Linked DNA regions of Canis lupus: region 2 is linked to region 1. Evidence: chromatin contacts called from public Hi-C data. All regions are on one chromosome and are shown on one strand. Each heading gives the region's core, a stretch centred on a gene start, on an enhancer-like site or on the middle of the called end of the contact. The rest is flanking DNA. Distances are from core to core; before and after follow the strand shown.

Region 1 (4,974 bases), core at 1,329-3,828:
CTAAATGTATTCAATGATAAAAGTATTAGAAAAAAATGGGAATTTTTGTGTGTGTGTGTGATTTTGAAGTTAGGAAGACCTTCCTAAGGCTAGCACAAACTCAGAATTCACACAGAGAAGGTTGAAATTTGACTGTAATTTTTTAAATAATTCTGCATGGCAAAAAATAGCACAAACAAAAAATAGAAATGACAATTTACAAATGAATTGCTAATGCATATTTTAAAATAAATTTAATATATAAAGAGCTTTTGTAAATTGATAAAATCAAGCCCCTATTGAAAAATGGCCAAAGAATACAAACAAATAGAACATAGAAATACAAATGGCTCTTAACACATGAAACCGTATTCATAAGGAGAGAAATGCAAATTAAAATGGCATGATGCCATATTTCACCTATCAGATTGGCAAAGATCAACACATTGTGTGTGATGAGGGTGTGGGGAACAAAGCAGGCTCACAGATTGTTGGTGGGACCATAAATTGATATAATCTCTATGGAAACTGATTTGGCAAAAGCTATTACAATTTTCAAAAGAAGTTTTGTGAAGTTTTTTTTCCTTTTAGTCAAATCTCCTTCTTTGAATTAGCAGTATGTATGCAACCAAAAGAAGAAGCTACATAGAGTTTAAAAACAAAACCAAAATATTTTAAGAGAGGTATTATAAGGGCACCTGGGTGGTTCAGTCAATTAAGCGTCTGCCTTTAGCTCAGGTCATGATCTCAGGGTCCTGGGATCGCCCTGTGTCTGGCTCCCCTCGCAGCAGAGAGTCTGCCCCTCCCCTGAGCTCTTGCACACTCAAATAAATAGATAAAAATCTTAAGGAAAAAAGAGAAAGGTATTATGCCCTTTGTGTAATTAGGGTGACAACCACTTTGGGCTATGGACATTTACATGACAGCTAAAATGATCTCTTAGTGTATATCTGCCAGGGTCCCTTAGGAAACAGATGACACTTTTCTTTTTTTTTTAAAGGGGAGGCTGGAAAGAATCTCATTCATGAAGGTGTGGGCAGGGTGAAGAGAAACAGTAAGAAGAAGAGAGCACCCCCTGGTGTTGGCATGATGGCTTTAGGAAGCCATTACCATCCCCATCCAGTGCCAAGGGAAGGCAGAGGTATAGAGCGCAGTGAGGACTGTCACTCCTGCTTTACTTCTGGGTAGATCTGGAAGGAAGGGCAACAGATGATTTTCACTCAGCGAATATATATCTTGGTACTATCTTCAGGGCCTTGCTTTACTTCCACTGTCCTCTGAAAAGGAATTGCCAAATTTCCTTTTGAAATGTTCGCTTCAGGGGCGCTTATGTAGCTCAGTAGTTGAGCATTTGCCTATAGCTCAGGGTGCAATCCTGGGGTCCTGGGATCAAGTCCCACATCAGGCTCCCTGAAGGGAGCCTTCTTCCTCTGTCTCTCTCTGTGTCTCTCATGAATAAATAAAATTTAAGCAAAACAAAACAAAATGTTCACTTCATAATGGAATCCATAGATTACTTACTTTCCAATCCTTTTCTTTCTGGGATAGTATCTCTATGAAAATTGGTTTCCTAAATTAAAGAAAAAAAAAGAAAATTGGCTTCCTGAGGACACAGATTTTATTTAAAGTTCTATTAAAAGAAATGTAAAGATGATGACACCTAGAATACAAGGGCACAGTAGAGTACATTATAAGAAATCATGCATTTTACATAGAGCAGGCTTTGAAAAATGAAAGGCATGTTATGTTTGACTCTGCTGAAGGATGATTCCACTATCTGGTTTTCTTTCCTTCCTTCTTCCTCCTATCCCCTCCAATCTACTCTTGGTTTGACAAAGTAAGTCCCTTGGGTCAATGTGAGTTAATCTCAGAGACCTAGCTACTGGCTAATGTTTAGCAACATTAAAGATTGAGTTAGAAAGGGATATGCGTTATGTGAAAAAAAAAAAAATATATATATATATATATTTTTTTTTTCCCCCTTTCTCACCTACTAAGATTTTATTTCCTTGCAGTATCCCTCAGTGGTTCTCTGATACAAAACAGACAGTTACTTTCATGTCTGGCAATGTCAGGGGCCCTGCTTGGTCAACATGCCTTTAAGGGGAAATGACTTGGCAAGTCTACCACCATGCTGTTATCAACTCTATCTATAGTATATCCAAAAACTCAAAGCCTCATCTTGGTTTTTTATTTGTTGGTTTGTTCATCTTGGTTTTTTTATTGTTGTTGTTTGCCTAATCCATATTATAACCCTTAATATCCTCTTTTGTGTTAACAAAGCATGTGTTTGGGGTGGGAGAAGCTGTTTTGGTGGCAACTGCACATTTCTGGCTGCCTTGGGACAGGTACAGGGATCACCAGCTTGTGCTGTCCAGGGGCAAAGCACCACATGAGCACATTCTGTCAGAATCATATGAGGCAAACAATAAATAAATAATGGAATAATATGTTTATTTAATTCCTTACACATCCATTGGAATTTATTGTTCAGGCTATTCCTTTCACTACTTTGTGAAACATCAAGTGTAATACACTCATGTGGAGCAGGAAGTAAGAGTACAATTTGCCAGACAGGTGATATGGTCTAGTGGATTCAGAATTTTAATATTATTTTTGGCTCCACCGCTGGCTTCCTTTATGACTAGGAGGGAAATCTCTCTGGGTGTTGCTGGTTTCGGTATCTGTGAATTGATAAGAAGATCATAAGTGTAGATGTTATAATAGTTCACTTCATGGTAAATTAAACAGAGCAAGTCAATGAGAGGAACGGGTTAATTGGTTATTTCTTTCTGGGCACTATTTTGTGCTGTAAAAGTGAATAAATGAGAGTTTCAGAAAATGCTTCATACGTGTGTTATCTCATTTAATCCTGGCAGCAAACCCGAGAGGTCATTCATAATATTGGTTTTGCCGATAAAGAAACTGAAACACAGAGTTAAGTAATTTGTCGGAGGTCACAAAACTAATTGGGCAGAGTTGGGATCTGACTTCAGTCTATTTGAATCCAGAGCTCCAACTCTCAACTACCATACTTCTCCTCCCTCTCATTTGGGGACAGAAATGACACACAGGAATAGGAGCATATATAGAAACCTAGATATTCCAAAAATAGATTTTCAGAGCACCCAAGGCTAAGTGAGGAAGAGAGAAAATAGAAGAGAAGTAGGAAATCACCAGTGCTGAAGTCTGTGAAGCATGTGATTAGGGATGAAGTGGTCTGACTAGAGAAGCCCAGGGGGCAGTAAGCAAAACTGCTAGTTTGAGAACAAAATGTTCCACTTACATGTTTCATGTTGTATGTTTGGAATCCTGATGCTGGTTTGTTTTTTTGTTTTATTTTTAAGATGTGTGTGTGTGTCCCCATACCTGGGCAGCTCAGTCGGTTAAGCTTCTGCCTTCAGCTCAGGTCATGATATCTCAGTCCTGGAATCCAGCCCCTCCTGGGGCTCCCTGCTCAGCGGAGAGCCTGCTTCTCCCTCTCCTCCTGCCCCTCTCAGCTCTGTCTCTCTGTGAAATAAAATCTTTCAAAAAGTCTGTATTGGGGATCCCTGGGTGGCTCAGCGGTTCAGCGCCTGCCTTTGGCCCAGGGAGTGATCCTGGGGTCCCGGGATCGAGTCCCACATTGGGCTCCTGGCATAGAGCCTGCTTCTCCCTCTGCCTGTCTCTCTCTCTCTCTCTCTCTCTCTCTCTCTCTCTATCATGAATAAATAAATGAAATCTAAAAAAAAGACGTTAAAAAAAGTCTGTATCCCCCCAATATTATTTTCTCAGATGGGAAATGGCATCACAAAAAAAAAAAATGCCATTCAGGTCTGAATCTGCCTGTATATCACCTCTGTAGACTTAACATTTTTTTTTCACTATTCTGTATCTTCTTACCTACCTCGAGGTTCCATTTATCCAGTGCTGCCAAGCAATAGGCTTAATCTCCCCACCTCACAGATTAGACCAAGCCCATATCTTCCCCAAATAGTGTATTATTTAAAGCTCCGTTTATGTCTCACTTCAAAAACACTTGTCAACTCACACTGACCTCTCCCTGTCCTGACCTCCCACGGAGTTTGATGTACTGTTCGTGTACTTCTTGGCTTAATTAGTGCACTTTGTGTAGTCGATACCCTGTGTCTCCCAAACCAGATATGGTCCCATAAGAGAGGGAATGATTAATATCATCAGTGTTTTTAGAAACCATACAGCACTTGGTCCAACAGAAACCTATTACACTTAAGTTAAAATGTGACATTTCCTCCATCCGGATTATATTCTGGATGATGTTTATTTTGTTGCTATTACCATGGTGGGGAGCACACAAAAATGGCATAGATATGGCCAAAGTAGTGGTCCTCCCTCCTCCTCCATCTTTCCTCCCCCTCTCCCTCTTAAGATCTTGGCACAGACCAATGAGGCAGGTGCAGCTGATCACTGGCTTCCCTCTTCTCTAGTGGTAATCTCTCAGCTTGCTCCTTAGGGCCCCTGTGGAAGTTAACTCCACCCAATCACCTGATCCTGTGAGCCTCGGCTCTTGGGTCTGTTTTCAGAAGATGGTCCTTGGAGTGCTGGTAAACTGAAAATAAAGTGGTGAGTTTTCCCCAAACTAAGTAGCTAAACTTTGGTGGATGCTGGCCTGTAGTCATCTAAGGTCAATAAAGTCCTGTTTTAAACAGGTAAAAACCATCCGCGGGGTAGCCTCAATCTTCTCCTCACTCCCAGCCCCCAACTCTATATGCTTGTGGTGATAAAGCTAGGATTCCCCAGAGATGTTGCTTTCAGCACAGGCAAATCCTAGAATTGTTTTCAAAGGGGCTTTTGGATACCTAGGGTCCTGAATTGTCATTTCCAGCCTTAGTCATTTGACATGCATGTTAGTGGAAAGTGTGGTTTTATAGACCCCAAGAGCATGGGAGCTCCTGAATTCTTGTGGATAGATTTCAGGTCTTCTCCTAGTCTCTGAGAAGAAAACAAGACTTCATATACTAAGAACTGAAACAGAAG
Region 2 (4,974 bases), core at 1,181-3,680, 360 kb after region 1:
ATGTCTTTGTCACATTTTGGTTAATTCTTGCAGTATTTCAACCTTTTAATTATTGTACTTGTGATCACTGATTACAACCTGCTGGAAGCTCAGATGATGGTTAGCATTTTTATTTTATTTATTTATTTTTATTTATTTTTAAATAAATCTGTATCTATTACCTGTGATCACTGATTACAACCTGCTGGAAGCTCAGATGATGGTTAGCATTTTTATTTTATTTATTTATTTTTATTTATTTTTTTGATGGTTAGCATTTTTAGCAATGAAGTATTTTATTTTATTCAGGTGATCTCTATACCCAACGTGGCACTCGAACTCACAACCTTGAGACCAAGAGTTGCATATTCCTCTGACTGAGCCAGCCAGGTGCCTCAGCAATAGAATATTTTAAGTTCTAAATGTGAAAACATTTTTTTTGACATAATGCTATTGCACACTTAACAGACTACAGTATAGTGCAAACATAACCTGTATATAAACTGGGAAACCAAAAAATTAATTTGATTCACTTTATTATGACATTTGCTTTATTGCAATGATCTGGAACTGAATCTGCAGTATCTCCCAAGTATACCTGTGTACACAGTTGTGGTTGTATAAGCAGGTCCTTATAAGCCTTTCCTCGTTTGGATTTCCCTTCCCAGACACTAATCACAATCTTCCAAAAGCACAGGCAGTTTCCCTTCCCTGCTCGCTCCGTTGCCCAGATGCTAGAGAAGAGGATAAGGCAACCAACAGGGAAAACAAAGACCAGACTCCTCTGACCTTGATTTAGGCTCTGTGCTAATTCTGAACGTGGCCTCAATCCTTATTTACATGATAATCTCACTCAGTTCTTTCGATTCCCTATAAGCTTAATGGGGAGAAAAGGATTTCACATTATCCAATGGCCTGCGCTAAAAATGAGGTGCTATATAAAGTTAATCATTAAACAGTTTATAAGATACTGTTGCAAACAGGGCAAATGAGAAAATTAGCTTAGGTAACTTGGGTTTTCCCAAGATCTCTCTTATCTAAAGAGACTAAACCTGCTAAGCCTGCCACATGACACCCACCAGTTTAACCAAGACTAGGTTTGGGTTGGTTTTTAAGTAATCTTCACCCCCAACACGGGGCTAGAACTCACCACCCTGAGATCAAGAGTCACGTGCTCCACTGACTAAGCCGGCCAGGTGCCTCATGACCAGGGCAGGTTTATTATAGTGCATAGGATATCAGGGCTGAATAAAGGTGCGGGGCGCGGTGGGCCTGGAAGCTCCCCCAGACCACAGTCGTCTCCCCTCCACCCTCCAGGTGGCCCAGAGAGGTTAACGCTGTGGGCTTTGGAGTCCGGCTGCCCGCGTCCCCCTCCCCCTGCCTGGTGGACGCTCGGGTTCTTGGAATCGGTTTCCTTATCTGTAAACCGGGGATAATAGTACGCACGCACCTCATCCAGCTGCTGGGAGATAAAGTCGGACAAAGCCCTGAGCAAGCTGCATTTGCACAGAACAGTCAACAATCATTAGCTATCGTCACCACCTTTTTTGTGTGCGTGTTAAGCTTTGCCCAGGGGTGGAGCGGGCCGGAGCCTGGAACCGGTTGCCAAGGTTACCTCGTAATGACCCCGACCCGGGGAGCGGAGGAGCAGCGGCGCAGGTGAAGCTCGCGGCCCGCTCCACACGCCCAAAGGCAAAACTGTGCTCATTCACAACACTCTGCCGGTTCACGTCGGTCAGGAGGGGTCGAAGGAGCGCTGACCCGGCCCCAGATGATGGTTTCCTGTGCCCAGGCCCTGACAAGGTGGGGGGGTGGGGGGCCCTCGTCCCTTCCTACACGTGGCTGGGCCTTCTCCTCCACCAGCCGCCCCTCGGCTGGGGTCGACGTGCGCCGGCGCCGCCCCAGGACAGCAGCCCAGCCCTCCGCGCCGCCCCCCCGCCCCCCCGGAATTTAGGACCTCCAGCTGAGCGCCGGGCTACCTTCGAAAGGAATTGGCTGTGGCTTCTAAGAAGCCGGCGGGGGAGGGCGACGCGCAGCAGCTCGGGGCTGCCCGGACGCCCCCCTCCCCTTTTGCGGCGAAGCCCCGCAGCGCCCAGCACCCCGGGCCGCGGCCGGCCAGGCCTCTCCAAGAACTCAAAGGGGGAAATGTGGGGGAGGAAGCCGGCCAGCCCTGCAAACGCAACGGCTGCACTTCGGGGCTCTCCGCTGCTCTGACGTAATGCCAGCTTCCTGCTCTCGCGCTGCAGCGTGCAGCCCGCTGGCGGGGAGCCTGGAGATCCGCCGACCGCGCGCCGAGATCATCATTGCCACTATCTTGCCATTTATTTTCCGCGAGGACGCTTTGACTGGCCCACTAGCCCCGCCCCCGAATTCCACGGCTTTGGGCTTTTCGGGCCCTATCGCCCTCCCCTCCCCCCAGGAAGGCCGCCCTCTGCGGAGCACAGCCCAGCGCCAGGAAACGGCGCCCGCTCGGGGCTCAAGTGTGGGGCCGGGGCGGGGTCGGTTCAAACGTTCTGCCCCCTTCTCAGCCACCCCCCCCCCGCGCGCCCGCCCCGGGGGCTGGGAGATCCCACATCCCTGCCTTTGTTTTAAGTCAAACTATTGCCGAAGCTGCAGCATTTCCTCCCCCTCTCCAGACACCGAGGCTGGGAAGTGGGTAAAAACCGCCGCGGAGCGTGCTCGGACGCCCCCCCACGTCCGACACCCCCACTGGGATGGGACCGGCAGCGACCGCTCCGCCACCGCACGCGCCGGGCTAAATGCGCCGCCGCCGCCGCCGCCGCCGCCGCCCAGCCGAGCCCGGGGAGACTCCCAAGGGCTCTTTAAATACGATCTATAAATACTACGGGCTCGGGGCGCGCGCGTCAGGGCAGAGGCGGCCTCCCATTGGCTGTCGTGATCCTGCTTATTTGCATAGGCGGATTGCTCAACCGGGCGGCGACCTCGGCCGCGAGCGCCCCTCCTCCGCCGGCGGCGCGCGGGGACCGCGGAGGGGCTGCGGGGCGGCCGGGCGGCGGGCGGCGCCGCCAGCGCTGCGGGCCCTGTAGGTCTCGGGCGGTGCAGCAGTGCTGCGGGATGCAGATTGCTTCCCAGAAGGATCACTTTGGGGAAGCCGGAGGCCCGCCCTTTTAGACTTTTTTTTTTTTTTGCTTTTATCCGAAAGAAAAGGCACCAAGTTTTAAGGGTTTATAACCCGAGCAAACGCTCAAGGTGGATCGCAGAGGCACCACGTGGGAGTGCGACTCGCATCGAGAGTCCTGTCCAATGACTTGCGACTTGGGGTGTTCAAAAATGGCTTTTGCATACATGATCACTGAGAAGACCTCATGAGCTTGAAAATGAAACAAGGAGGGTTCGGAAGATGCAAGATGTAGGATGCCTCCTCGTTTCAGTCTTTAGTTTTTTTTTTTTTTTTAAATGAGCCAGTTAGCTAATCCAAACGGCTATCCGGAAACTTTCCCCACGGTTCTTGCAGAAGAGAATCTCTTGTAGCAATTGAAAATGTGCAGCAACTTGACCCTGCCCGGGGTTGGTTCGCTCTGGGAGCCGGTGGTGGGGAAGGTCAGGGAGGGAGGAACCGACCACGGTTTGCAAACCAGGAAGCAATCCTATGTTGTGGACTGTAGAAGGGCACAGAAGGTTCTGTCCAGAAAAGAGCTGTAGATCAGGCGAGGAAAAATGCAGATAGTGTCATATATTCATAGTCGGATGTTTCAAAATCATTTATCTCTGCAGGTTGTGAACTGAGGGTGGGGACTTTCTGCTGTTTGTTCCAAACACCTTGGGTAGGATCTATTTTACACAGTGAATTCTTTACATCTGAGTGGGATAAAGGTGATGACTTAATTCCTTCTCTTTGTTTTAAGATGTTCTTCCCTGAAAGCGCACACAGCATTTTCTAAAGTTCCAAGCCTTCCTGTAACAACACTATCCAAGCCCCAGGGGATGGCTGCTGGAAGATCCATAGGCTGGGATCTTGCACCTCAGTAAATATTGGCGGGATGAATACATTTATTCAGAAGAGAGTAAGCATGCGCTAAAACCAACGCTCTCATTAAAATCTATTTCATAAACGTTACACTTTGCTATCCTTCTCCCCTAAATGAAGCCCAAAGCTCAAACGTACTCTCGTTGTTTGAAAACGATACTTTAACTGCTGTTCGTTGGATGCTAAAGCAAGTGCTACCCTAAAAGCTTTTTAAAAAGAAATTTCGGATTTTAACAGAAGAGCGCCCCCTGCTGCCAAACGGATTATGGGCAATGCGCCTGAAAAGTAAAACACTTGGGGTGTGCCCATGGTACTGCGAGTCGGTTTATGCTTTAAAATCCACATTAGAACAAAAGACGGACTTGCTTCACAACCATTATTCCCTACATTCACAGGGACTAATGTAAGAAAAAAGTGTCTTAATCATCGAAATGCTTTTTCCAATAATTTTAGTGTGAATCATCAAAGTTGATTTGGTGACCGTCTACTTGCAATCATCTTACACCAGCCTTTCTCTTCTCAACTTGTTTCCATCCATCTTAATTAGTGTTAATTAGTGTTTCTAATTTCCCAAGCCAAGTATGAATGCATTTATAATCTCTGCCTTCTTGGTAATCATCTCTTTGCTATTAAGACTGCCATTTTATTGTAGTATCTGTATATTTATTGCATTTATACAGTATTTTCCCTTTCCCTTAAGTTTTTTTAATGTTACTTTTTTTCCTGCTAATTCATTTGTTGGTTTCCTTATTAGTATGCCCAGATGAAAAGAGATTTTTAAAAAGCTCCAAGTAACTGTGTAAGTTGAAAGCTGCACATCTCAGCTGCCACTTGCACTGGCTCTCATTTTTTAGAGAGGCTCATCTTGAGGAAGGAACATTCGGAGGGTAGCTGCTGGTACAGCTTTGAGTCAGTAGGAGGTAAGAGGATAACTGGTAAACCACAAATGAAGCGATAAGGGAGGTGCATGTCTCCCGCTGTAAATGCTAATATGGGCATTTCAGCTG

The links. Hi-C and Micro-C count contacts between places; a contact is called where the count stands out from the background.
Region 2: a Hi-C map of blood shows a contact between it and region 1, with 9 times the contacts expected there. The contact joins two enhancer-like sites. A contact is called at or near these places in 4 of 9 Hi-C or Micro-C datasets (amygdala, blood and liver).

What each region holds. Positions count from the first base shown.
Region 1 is chr27:24,041,248-24,046,221 of UU_Cfam_GSD_1.0, forward strand. No RefSeq gene overlaps it. Among named protein-coding and RNA genes, the nearest start is that of BCAT1, 39 kb to the left of the region's middle. Within about 2 kb of position 2,579, at least 1 of the 20 cell types and tissues checked has an H3K27ac peak or open chromatin away from gene starts, as enhancers often do. A contact at or near this core is called in blood, where this site is marked.
Region 2 is chr27:24,397,006-24,401,979 of UU_Cfam_GSD_1.0, forward strand. No RefSeq gene overlaps it. Among named protein-coding and RNA genes, the nearest start is that of KRAS, 120 kb to the left of the region's middle. Within about 2 kb of position 2,431, at least 18 of the 20 cell types and tissues checked have an H3K27ac peak or open chromatin away from gene starts, as enhancers often do. A contact at or near this core is called in blood, where this site is marked.